2 separate regions of the Anser cygnoides genome follow, and region 2 is linked to region 1. A link is a contact called in public Hi-C data. All regions are on one chromosome and are shown on one strand. The core of a region is the stretch at or near the end of the contact, and the rest is flanking DNA. Distances in the headings are between cores, read along the strand shown. Region 1 holds the start of PDS5B (PDS5 cohesin associated factor B). Region 2 overlaps FRY (FRY microtubule binding protein).

Region 1 (5,884 bases), core at 1,288-3,787:
ACAATTCAGCAGCATACAGATGTTATAGACACATTATTTTCCACTTTAATTCAACTTACTTGTTTCATCAAGAACTATACAGTTCATCCAGGTTGTACACTAAGCAGTAAAGAAATGCAAGAAAGTCACAGGCAATTATAACTGTATAAGAACTTTAAAAAAATCACCCCCTGCCTCACAGTAACACAGTACAGCCTTGCTTCAAGCACAGACGCAAGATGTCACACAAGAACTAAACTACTTTGGCCAGTGGTGCTCGCTTTCCAGTGTGGACGATGCACATGATGCACAGACCTCTGCTGAACTGTCTTTACCTGACTGAGTATCGCTCCCTGCTTTCTTTTCGGGTACGCTCAGCATAACGTAAATCCAGCTGTTTCGCGTCTTTTCGCACGAGTGCATGCAGTATCTAGAGCGTATCATTCAAGAGGTAGCAAACAAAACTGCATCAACTGAACCCCAAACTGTTCCAATAGTTCGAAAGGGGAAAACCCGAAGGAATGCATGCCACCTTACCTCCTTCCTAAAAGGTGATTTGACACCCGTTTTCAGCTCTGAAGCCGCTCACATTTTAAGCACTCCCTCCTATTCCCTTCCCAGCACGGAGAAATCAATTTCAGCCAAAGCACCTTCCCACCGAGCACAAAACAAAGAGCAACACGAAAATACTTCGGCAGTTGCGTTAAATCAGAAAGCAACGCCTAACGAAATAATCGCCGTCCTCAGCAAGCGGTCGTGCAGGAAGCGAACCCAAAAGTCGGGACAAGGCAAAACCCCAGCTCTGGAGGAGCCGGTCTGCTGCAGTTTAATTTTCCAGGATTGTTCACCATCATTAATTGTTGATTTGTTTGGAAGCACAGATAGTGATTTATTTGCAGCGGGATGAAGTTACAGACCTAGATTCCTGACCAGAGGCTCTCAACGTAAACAATGCATACCCTATAAATTAACCATTCTCCATCTGGCAATTCGGATGTAAAATTCATAGTTTTTCACCTAACAGGCAGCGCCACCCCCCCCCTTCCCTTTCCCTCCCGACCGCTTTCTAACAGAGCCTGATGCAAAAAGGGGGAGGGAAAAGGAGGAAAAAAAAAAAAAAGCCAGCATGAAAGAAACGGGCTGGCAGCAAGTGAGGACCCACCGAGCCGAGGTCCTGCCGGCCTCCACCTCCCTCCCCGGGGCTGAGGATCGGCTCGGAGGCAGGGAAATAAGGGGGGGGGTCCCCTCTGCCAAACCCGGGGTGCAGCCCGGGAGGGGACGAGGCCGGCTGCGAGCGAGGGGCAGGGAGGGGACAGCCTCCAGCCTCCCCCCCCCCAGCCTCCAGGAGCCACCGGGGCTGAGCGGGAGGGAAAAAAAAAAAAAAGAGGGGGGAGAGCAGGAACGGGGTGACCCCCCCAAACCCCAAAGCCGGGGCACAGCGCACCACCACCGCCCCCCCTTCCAAAAATACCAAGGTCACCCCCCCCCCCCCGTGGGGCAAATTTAATTTAATTTGCGACGGCGGCCACGGGGAAGGGGGGAGGGGAGCAGCCCCGCGGAGGGGCGAGGGGGATGGGAAGGGGGGAGCCCTCGTCGCCTCCTTCTTCCTTCCCCCCCCCCGCTCCTCCTCCTCCTCCTCTTCCTCCTCAAGCGCTCGGTCCGAGCCGGCGCCCCCCCAGCCCCCGGGGAAGGGAAAATGGAGCGGGGGGGGGGGGGGGGAGCGAGAAGCGGTGGCCGCCGTGCCCGGCTCCTTACCCCGCCGCAGCCGCCTCTCGTCGCCGGTCCCAGGCGGGTCCGCTCCGCTCGGCTCCGCGCCGCCGCTCGGGGCTGGGAGAGGAGCCGCCGCCGCCGCCGCAGCCAATCGCCTCTAACCCCCTCCCCTTCCGCAGCTCGCCCCGGTCCCCCTGTCGGCTTCAAAATGGCGCCAACTCCTCGCCGCCTGCTCCAATGGCACCGCCGGGGGAGGCGAGCGGGGACAGAGCGGGGCAGCAGCGACCCCTGCCGGCCCGCAGCCGCCGCCGCAGCGCCCCGAAAAGGCGGCGCGGAGAGCCCCCGGCACCCCGCCCGGACTCTCCCGGCCGCCTCGATGCCGGGTGTGGGGAGCGGGAGGGGAGCCGCGACCCCTTCCCCTTCTCCGGGGGTCTCCTCACGCGGCCGCCGCTTTCCAGGCGGGGGATCCCGCGACCAACCGGCCCTGCCTCCCCCGAAAGGCGGCCGGCAGTTGCACGCCGCTGAGTGAATCCTGGCTACGAGCGAAAAGCTCATTTATTTATTTATTTATTTATTTATTTAGGGAAGACGCCCCGAGATTTCCACGCTAGCCGAGCCTTTACTTCAGCAACCCGGCACCTACAGAAAGCGGAGACCGTGAGGAGGAGATAAAGCGGCCCAAACGGAGCTCTGCGATCTGTTGACAGATGAGCTACGGGCGACCACTCTGTACCACGTAAATTAGTGAAACACATATTCCCCCCCACGCTCCCCAAGCAACACGAACTATAAAAGGATTAGCGTAAAACCGTAAGCAATAAAGTTGCTGAACTGTGGAGAAAGACCAAAAAAATAAAGTAGCAGAATCGCTCATCAAGCCCTTTGGTCTTGCTTCAATGAGTGTGAGAGTTTCAGGGGCACCCTTACAGGAAAATGTGAACAGAAAAGTGATGCAATTTCTTCTCACTGCTACAGATAAAATGCTGCCTCTGTGGATGGCACACGAGGAGAAAATAAAAGTGCATGAAGTGTACAGATTTAAGAAACTGACTGTCCGCACTCAGCAGATCTGGTGAAACACACTCAGGGCTTTGTCCATGGTGGCATACAAATGTTTAAAGAGCATATCAGTCAAGATGTTTCAGCTAATATTTTAAATCTTTAAATAAGTTCTCTCAAGTTTTCTGAACTGGAAAGCTCCTTGTAACCAGCTTGCCTTCTTTTCACTGAAGTTTTAATCGAAGTTAAACATCGGCATCACCTAATGAAGGATACAGAAGCCCTACCAGGATAAGTTGCCTTAACTATTACAGAAAAATCAGTTTTCAGGCCCCAAACCTCCCCTTGGTTATATTTCTGGGTGAATTACATTACATTCCTGAAAACAGCAGCACTACCACACAGGCATCACGGAGAGGAACGGTGTGCCTGACAACTTTGTTTTACCTATTATTTTGGGGAAGGATCCTGTGCTTACAGTCAAGGATGTATTATTTTTTTCATGCAAGTTGAACAAGTGCCCCACAATCCCCACTGCTGTCATGTCTGTAGGCCTATCTAGATGTAAAAAAAAAATAAAATAAAAATATATTTTTTTTTTCTGCAGAGCACTTGCACATGTGTGTGGTGGTGGTAGAAAAGCAGCAGAAAAGTTCAATATTCATCCAACTATTGAAATTGCAAAACTTTGTGTTTAACTGTGGAAGTAACTGCTGTGTTGCCATACTTTGCAAATATTTTGCTCCCCTTTATTGACGGAGGTCTCACTTAGGGCTGCCAGCTGCAGTCGGGATGCCTGGGGCTACGAATGCTCTGAGCAGTAAAATGAGGTGCTGCTGCCTAAGGAGGCCTCTCCCCCGTCACGGTCCGGCCTTCATTTCCAGGCAGAAATTTAAAATTTAGATTAAAACCTCAGAAACCTGCCTTTTGGAGGTTACGCCTCTCCTCCCCCGTTTCCCATCCCCTCACTTTTCAGAGTGCCCCAGCCGGGGTCCCCAGCGCACCGTGCCCCGCGTTGTGGCCTCAGGGGCCGAGCGCCCGGCGCCCTTCGGCAGTACCGTGCCGAGCCCTCAGGGGGGAGCCCGCCCGGCGCCGCTTCTCCGCCGCCCCGGGGCCGCTTGCGAGCCTTCCTCCCGCCGTCCCTCTGTGCCCCGGGGCCGATTCGCCCCGAGGGCGGTGAAAGCTGCCCGGCCTCGGCCCCGGCCCGGTGGTGGTGGTGGTAGCGGCGAAGGCGGGCGGCCGCGCTGTGAGGAGGCGCCGCCATGCCGAGGTTCGGCGGCTCGGGCGGCAGGAGGCAGCGTGGGGCTGCCGCTCGCTCCTCAAACGCTGAGGAAATCCCGTCGGCAGCCCTTCTGCCGCGGGTGTCTTCGGAAAGTGCTTTTGGGAAGTGTTAAGGACCAATATGCCACCTAAAGTAGAGAAAAACACGGTCCCCTTTGTTGCAGTCCTAAAAGAAAGCTGCTATTTGTGAGCACTGGGTTTGTTCCTGAGGGCGGACTCAGCCTCTCCCCCAAGAAATCATAGAATCATAGAATTATAGAATCATTAAAGTTGGAAAAGACCTTCAAGATCATCTGGTCCAACCATCACCCTACTGCCAATGTCACCCACTAAACCGTGTCCCTAAGCACCAGGTTTCGCTTTCATTGAACACCCCCAGATGTCGCACCTCTCAGGGGTGACTGTAAGCAGGCTCATTTCCACTAGCTTTGCCACCACCTAAAAGTGCAGACAAAAGTAAGGATGCCCAGTATTTGGTAACCAGCAGTCGCACCAGGACCCACAACGTGGTTTTCCCAGAGTGAGACCCATACCTTGCATTTCTACTTGCAATTGACCCTTGCACTGGGTCAAGAACAGTATCTGCATTCACCTCAAGCAGGGCCTTCCTCAGTTGTAAAATTTGATCGTATTTATCTGTCCTGTCTTCTCACAATCAGAATCCAAACCCCTTTGGTCTTCCCTTGTAAAACAGCTAATCCATCCCCTTGGATTATTTTAGTCATCTCTCTAAATACACTCTTTAATGCATTTGTGTCTGCAGACCAGAACTACACACTGTACTCACTTCAGATAGGAATAAGTTCAGGTTTCTGACAGAGTTACATACTACTTTCTGCCTTGCTCTCAGTACTCTCCCTGATGGTGTCTGCTTTCTTGTTTGTTGTTGTTGTTGTTTTCCTTGTAGTTGTTTTTTAGTGGTTTGCTTCCCACTGCTGCACTTTGAGCCAAAGATTTCAGAAAGCTGTCAACAGTAAGTTTAGACTTCCAGGGTTCACAGATAATCCTATGCTTTACTTCACAGTAATCTACTTTAAAGCCTATTTGCAATCTTTTTACCCATTCAGTTTTGTGAGGCCTTCTGGAGTTCCTCCCACTAGCACAACATTGACTACCCAACAGAGTTTAACACCATCCAAACACCACTCAGCATGCATTCATTCCCTTTTCCTGGGTCACTGATGAAGATATTGAGTAAAACAACATCTTAAAACAGCGTCAATAAACCCAAACATTTCTGGAGGACAGCATTGCTAACTCTTCTCTCCCCTGAGAAGTAACCATCAAATTCTACTTGTTTCCATCCTTTAACCAGACTTTCAACTTAGGACACTTGCTGTAATTTTGTCTAATAGCTTTCAGTGAGAAGCCTTCACAAATGCTTTTTGAAAAATCTAAGTACATCCTAAGTACATTGCCTTTGTACATGTGCTTCCTGACTCACAAATCTGCTGGAAGTCTGCAATCTCTCCAGTCTTGCCAGTATCTCTTCCCACAGAAACTATGCTGGCTCTTTCCCAACATGTTACATTTATCCACGTGCTCAGTGATCTTACTCCTTTTTGGTGTTGGCCTTTCAGTGTGAATTGGAGTAGAAACAACAACTGCCAATGTAACATCACCACCAGAAGATCGACTAAACATTTTTACTGAGTCGCCTCCCTCATTACAGTAACCCTGAGGCATTTTCATGTATGAATCTGTCGGTATTTTTTGTCCTTAAGTCCCTCTATTGTTTTCACTCATGAACTTGAACCAGAGAAGTACATGAAGACGTTCCAACTTTTAGGATATTTCAGAACAGAATAGGTGAACATCCTTACTTTACCAGCCATGCCTTTATTTAAATACGAGCTCTAAGATACATGTCACAGGACTGCACAGTCAGGGAGCTTGGGAAGAAAGCTGACAGGTG
Region 2 (5,208 bases), core at 54-2,553, 290 kb after region 1:
GTCCACAGCCTTGGGAAGCAGTAGTTGGAGGCTTTCTGCTGGACACTTACATTTAGGTACCTGATCTACATTTAGGTACCTGATTTCCTCCCACTGGTTTCAGAAGGGGGGAAAAACACACACACACACAAAAAATCTTTGTACTAATTGTGAACTGGTAAGCCCACGTGTGAGCCAGAAATAAAAAAAAATAATAATAAAAAATAATAATATTTTTATATTTACTCAGAAAAAAAGACCACAATATTTATATGTAGTGAGTTTTTTTTCTTCAACTTGGCATTTGTTGAGTTTATGAACTTTTTTTTCCTTCCATTAAAATATTCGGCAGGATTTTTGTTTTCCCCACTACAACTTGCATAACATGATACGTTTCAAGCTAAACATTAACAAGCAGCTTGCACACATACTTTGCTAATATCCTCTGTTAAAATGAAAACCAAAATCGTTACCTAAATCAACTGAACTCTAAGTACCTACAATGTCACACAATTTAGTGTAAAACACTTTAGGGTCCAAATTAAAAGTACAGATCGACAAGAAAGCACAGCACAAAATAAGACTTCATTAAGCAAACCTGATTTAACGTGATATGCTATAAATAAAGTAATAGAAATCCTCCTTAGTTTTATGTATTTATATTTTTTTGCTGCACCATTTTGTTTTGCCTTCTGTTTGCAACTGACTGTTAAGATATTGCCACCTAGTGATGGAAAACAAAACAAGCAGAAGCCGGACAGTAAAAAACAATGCATAGGGAATGCATATTTACATTGCAAACTGTGTCGGAATGGAAGATACGTACAGAGAAACAACACACGTCTGTATTTCTGGAAAAAAAGGATAGAAGACAATTTGGATAAAATCACATAAAATATTTGGGATTATTCATGTATCACCCAGCTCCCATCCTCAGTTTGTTCAGTGGATTCACGAGAGTAATTGAACGGATCAGAAGCAGTTTGTGACTTAGGCTGTTACCTGGAAATAACAAATCATAACTACCTACTAAGGATTTCACGGAGCATTAACTAGTTAATGCTGGAATTATGCCTTCCAGACTCACAGTACTGTTATCCTTTCCTCGATTTGTTTTGGAGCTGTCAAACTGGGATGTTCTCTTAAGACTCTGCGGGTTCTTCATTCGCGCAGACCTCCCGTACATGTGCTAACACCACACAGTCCTGTGAGCCAGTTTGAAATCTTCACAATTATCACTGGGGCGTGCACTCAGGCAGCACAGACGCAAGAAATCCTGCTGCACAGGTCAAAATGCTGCCTGCATCCTCCAAGCACAGCCTACAGGGATCAGCAGGCGTGAAGAACAGTCTGAGCAGTATTTGCTCCCTGCTCTTCACCTTACAGTCTCCAGGCACAATCCCCGAACAAGCTGGTTTCTGTTATTATAATCCTTTAAACTAATTTCCTTCTCAATTTTGTTACAAGTCCTTATCTATACTGTAGATAAAATTATGTAACTTACTCCCCAAACATCCCAGCATGACGTAATTTTGAAGAACTTCTTGAAAGCAGGAAATTTCCAAACCACCCTTGACAGCGCCTCTAATTTTGGGTGCCTGTTTCAGAGACGAGATCAGGGACAGAACCCCAACCACCCACTCAAAGCATAATTTCCATGAGGTAATTTATGCCTTAAAGATTTGCACCAGGTCACAGACCTTGGAAAAAGAGAAGCCAGGAGCGGTGGCTGTCACTGTTTTCCTCTCGGTATGAAATTTCATTACACAATGAATACATAGACCCAACCCCAAAATAGTCAAAAACTGAGGGTGATACTCAGGGCCTCTTCCACTTCCTTTCCACAGCGTAGTTTTATCTCTTACACCATCCTCACAGCAAGCCCTGCAAGAGGACAGATAAGTACAAGGCAGGAAGGGGAAGGGTTGGAGCACGCTGATCACTAGATATTGCGAGTTTCTATAGGGTCTCTAGGGATGTCTAACAATTACTGCATGCTATTATAGCTGAGATCATCAGACTTCTCAGCTTCTCCTCTCTTATTCCCATTCCAGCACTGCCCATTAGCCGGCATTCCCTGAGGTTCAGGCCTAGATTCCTCCTCCTCTCTCAGGGCCCCGTGACGGGACACCCCAACCTGTCCCCTCCTCCCCAGTGTGGGCAGGAGGCAGCCGGCTGGGAACCTGCTTTAGGAAAAGCTACCTGACCTTACAATCATAGAATAGAATCACAGAATCATTAAGGTTGGACCAAATATCTTGGAGGTCTTTTCCAACCATCCCCCTACCAGCAATGTCACCCACTAAACCACGTCCAACCTCTCCTTGAATACCCCCAAGGATGGTGACTCCACCACCCCCTGGGCAACCCGTCCCAATGCCTGACTGCTCTTTCTGAGAAGAAATGCCTCCTCATTTCCAACCTGAACCTCCCCTGGCACTACTTGAGGCCATTCCCTCTAGTCCTATCACTAGTTACCTGTGAGAAGAGGCCGACCCCCAGCTCCCCACACCTTCCTTTCAGGCAGTTGCAGAGAGCAATGAGGTCTCCCCTGAGCCTCCTCTTCTCCAGACCAAACAACCCCAGTGCCCTCAGCCGCTCCTCATAGGACTTGTGCTCCAGGCCCTTCATCAGAGAAGTGCCAGAGATGCTGCGAGGAGCAGAGGGAGCAGACAAGGAGCCACTTGCACCTACCCACAGAGGCACAACTGGTCCCACAACCTAGGTGTCCCTGCCCAAACGTGAACCACATCACACCCTTTTGTTTTCCTGAATTTGTCTCCCTAGCAGAATGAAATGCTCAACATTCTCTGCAAGATACCTCCCATACCATGCTGCATTTGTATGATGTTTCCATTGAACATCTAATTAGGGGCAGGAATTTTCAGTGCAGTAGCTCCAATTTGCTCTCAAACACCAGTCCACTGTTCAGCAGACAGTTCTTCCTACCTCTATTTATGCACTTCTTGCAATGTGATTTTTTAACACAAACGTTTTCCTGAATCCTAAAATACATTTACAGACAGGTCTTCTTTCTCTTAATTCTACCACAGCAGTTCCTAAACCTCTCTCCGATTTAAAGTAGGATGTTCTTGTGATAAGCTACTTGCTTACTTGTTCTTTTTTTAAACTTTCCTTTCCGTCCTCTAGTTTTGTCTTTAATTATTAACACTTCTTCCTTTCTGACTGACCTATTTGGACACTCACACCTCACCATCTTCATTACTGTGCACAAAGATATCCTCCTGATTACATCCCTTTGCTCCACCAGTAACGTCAACCTTAGAAACTGATTTTTTACTTTCCTCGTAAAATGAGAATAAACCTTTTGGAAGAGTTTCAGCCAACTTCCCTCTATTACAGATCACGGTAAGGTGGACAGCAGGTCAGACTGTGCTACATTTGCTGCCTCTTCCACCTTCCTATCAGGTGTCATGCTCTCCCTGCTATCAAAGAGGCTGCCAGACCAGTCGGGCTCAGGTCTGGGGCAGCACATGCACACCCTGTAGCATAAACACCTCCACCCTGTATGGGTTTTATCTATAAAACATTCACTCTGAATTATTCAAAAAAACGCTATCTCTCACAACACCTGCAAAGGAATTAGCCAGTTAAAGCAGGGAAACCAAGCTCACGTTGGGATTAGCCGATTTCAGATAACTACCAACAGTTTTTGCTGCTCTTTCAAATGATCCAGAAGTATCAAATTGTATGTATCACTGCATCAGCTTCCCGCACTTCTCTTGCACGTATTGCCACATACCGTTTCAAACAAGACTGCTCATCCTTTGGAAGAGGAATCACGCCTTTGCTACAAGTGAAGTGCTTGGCACGCAGGAGGCTTGGTTTGTTATGGGACGAGCAGTTTTTTTTCTCATTTTACTCAGAAATGCTACCAAAGATTCAAAGTTCAGATTCAGGTAGCTCAGGCAAGCATTACCTCTAGCTGGAGCAGTGATCTGATTACTCAGCTAGATAACATCTATAACTTTTTAAACTTCTTTTTTGTTTCAAGGTAGGATGAAGAAATACTTCAGAAAATCAGGATTACCTAAGAAGTCGTGCCAAGTGGTTGACCAAAAAATTATTCTTCTTCCCCTGACACTGTGTTCACAAACACAGTGTGCACACGAACAGACACTTCATAGCTCACCTGACACCTTTAATAGTTAGGTGTCAATCGCCTTCATCCTTTTGAGAATACTTCTATATATCCGAAGAAAACACAGCTAGCTACCTGCAAAAATCGTCATGACTCCAATCACCAATTGTCTCACAGCAACTCTATAAATGACTGCAGTGTTGTAGTGTCAGGAAAAGTCAGGCCATAAGATTTCACACTGAACTCTGTCTCATGACTGTTACCCCCTCCAGTCCTTGCTCATTACGTGCAGACAACCCTGGGGTTACAGCTCCTGCCATCGCGCTCTCCTGTTGCTACTCAAAATTATTTTCCTCAATTCTTAGAAGTGATGCCAGGAAAACACCTCAATCCCAAGCAGTTGTTGAAGGGAAAGTTTTAGGGAGTTTTGAAATCCCCTTGTGTATAAACTTCCTGGGCAAGCAAGGAGCAGTGAGACAGGAGGTAAGGGGTTTGTTATGTAATGCTTGCACAACTGCAGGCTTCGATGCTTGATAGATAGGAGCTAAAACTCTGCTTAAAAACAAAACAAAACAAACAAACAAAAAACTTACTGGTCTTACATAAGAACACTTGTTCTGACTCGCAAAATATTTTCATAATGTTTTTAAAGCATATGGAATAAAACTTTTTTTTATAAGCATGTAGCACATGCTGTTTCACCTTGCAAAGTAACCTGTGGGAGGAGAGAACTCAATTACAGACAGAGTTTTTCTTTGCTGTATTTTTTTTCCCCTCAACATAGTAAGTCTTAATGGATGAGCACTTGTGCAAGGGCTATCCCTTGCTGTGGTGAAGGTTTTACAATAGCAATGTTCCCACCTGGACCCAGGCCATAGAGTTATAGAGCTCTAGCATCCTTTGACTTGCTGCTTCTCTAGAGAAGCACCCTTTTCTTCACAGAGGCAAGGTTAAACACATGCAGCCTTCGTAATTGGGTCCTTTGTATCCTTCAGAGTCTGTCCCTTCTCGCTAGAAAACAATGTCTTGGTTTTCTGTGAAATACAGGTTCTGACACGGCTGCCTGCTTATTGTAGAAAAAGGCAGATAATGTGTACTACCTGTTTAAGAGGGTAACATTACTCTAA

What was found. A called contact is a pair of places that touch in the nucleus more often than the background predicts.
Region 2: a Hi-C map of liver shows a contact between it and region 1, with 4 times the contacts expected there. The contact joins the enhancer-like site here to the promoter of PDS5B in region 1. A contact is called at or near these places in 3 of 7 Hi-C or Micro-C datasets (granulosa cells and liver).

What each region holds. Positions count from the first base shown.
Region 1 is chr1:188,699,073-188,704,956 of Taihu_goose_T2T_genome, forward strand. It overlaps PDS5B (PDS5 cohesin associated factor B), which reads right to left and starts at 2,538. Exons shown (of 35, transcript XM_048048072.2): 1 at 1,735-2,538.
Region 2 is chr1:188,991,913-188,997,120 of Taihu_goose_T2T_genome, forward strand. The region is part of intron 3 of FRY (FRY microtubule binding protein); the gene reads right to left. Among named protein-coding and RNA genes, the nearest start is that of FRY, 67 kb to the right of the region's middle. Within about 2 kb of position 1,304, at least 2 of the 3 cell types and tissues checked have open chromatin away from gene starts, as enhancers often do. A contact at or near this core is called in liver, where this site is marked.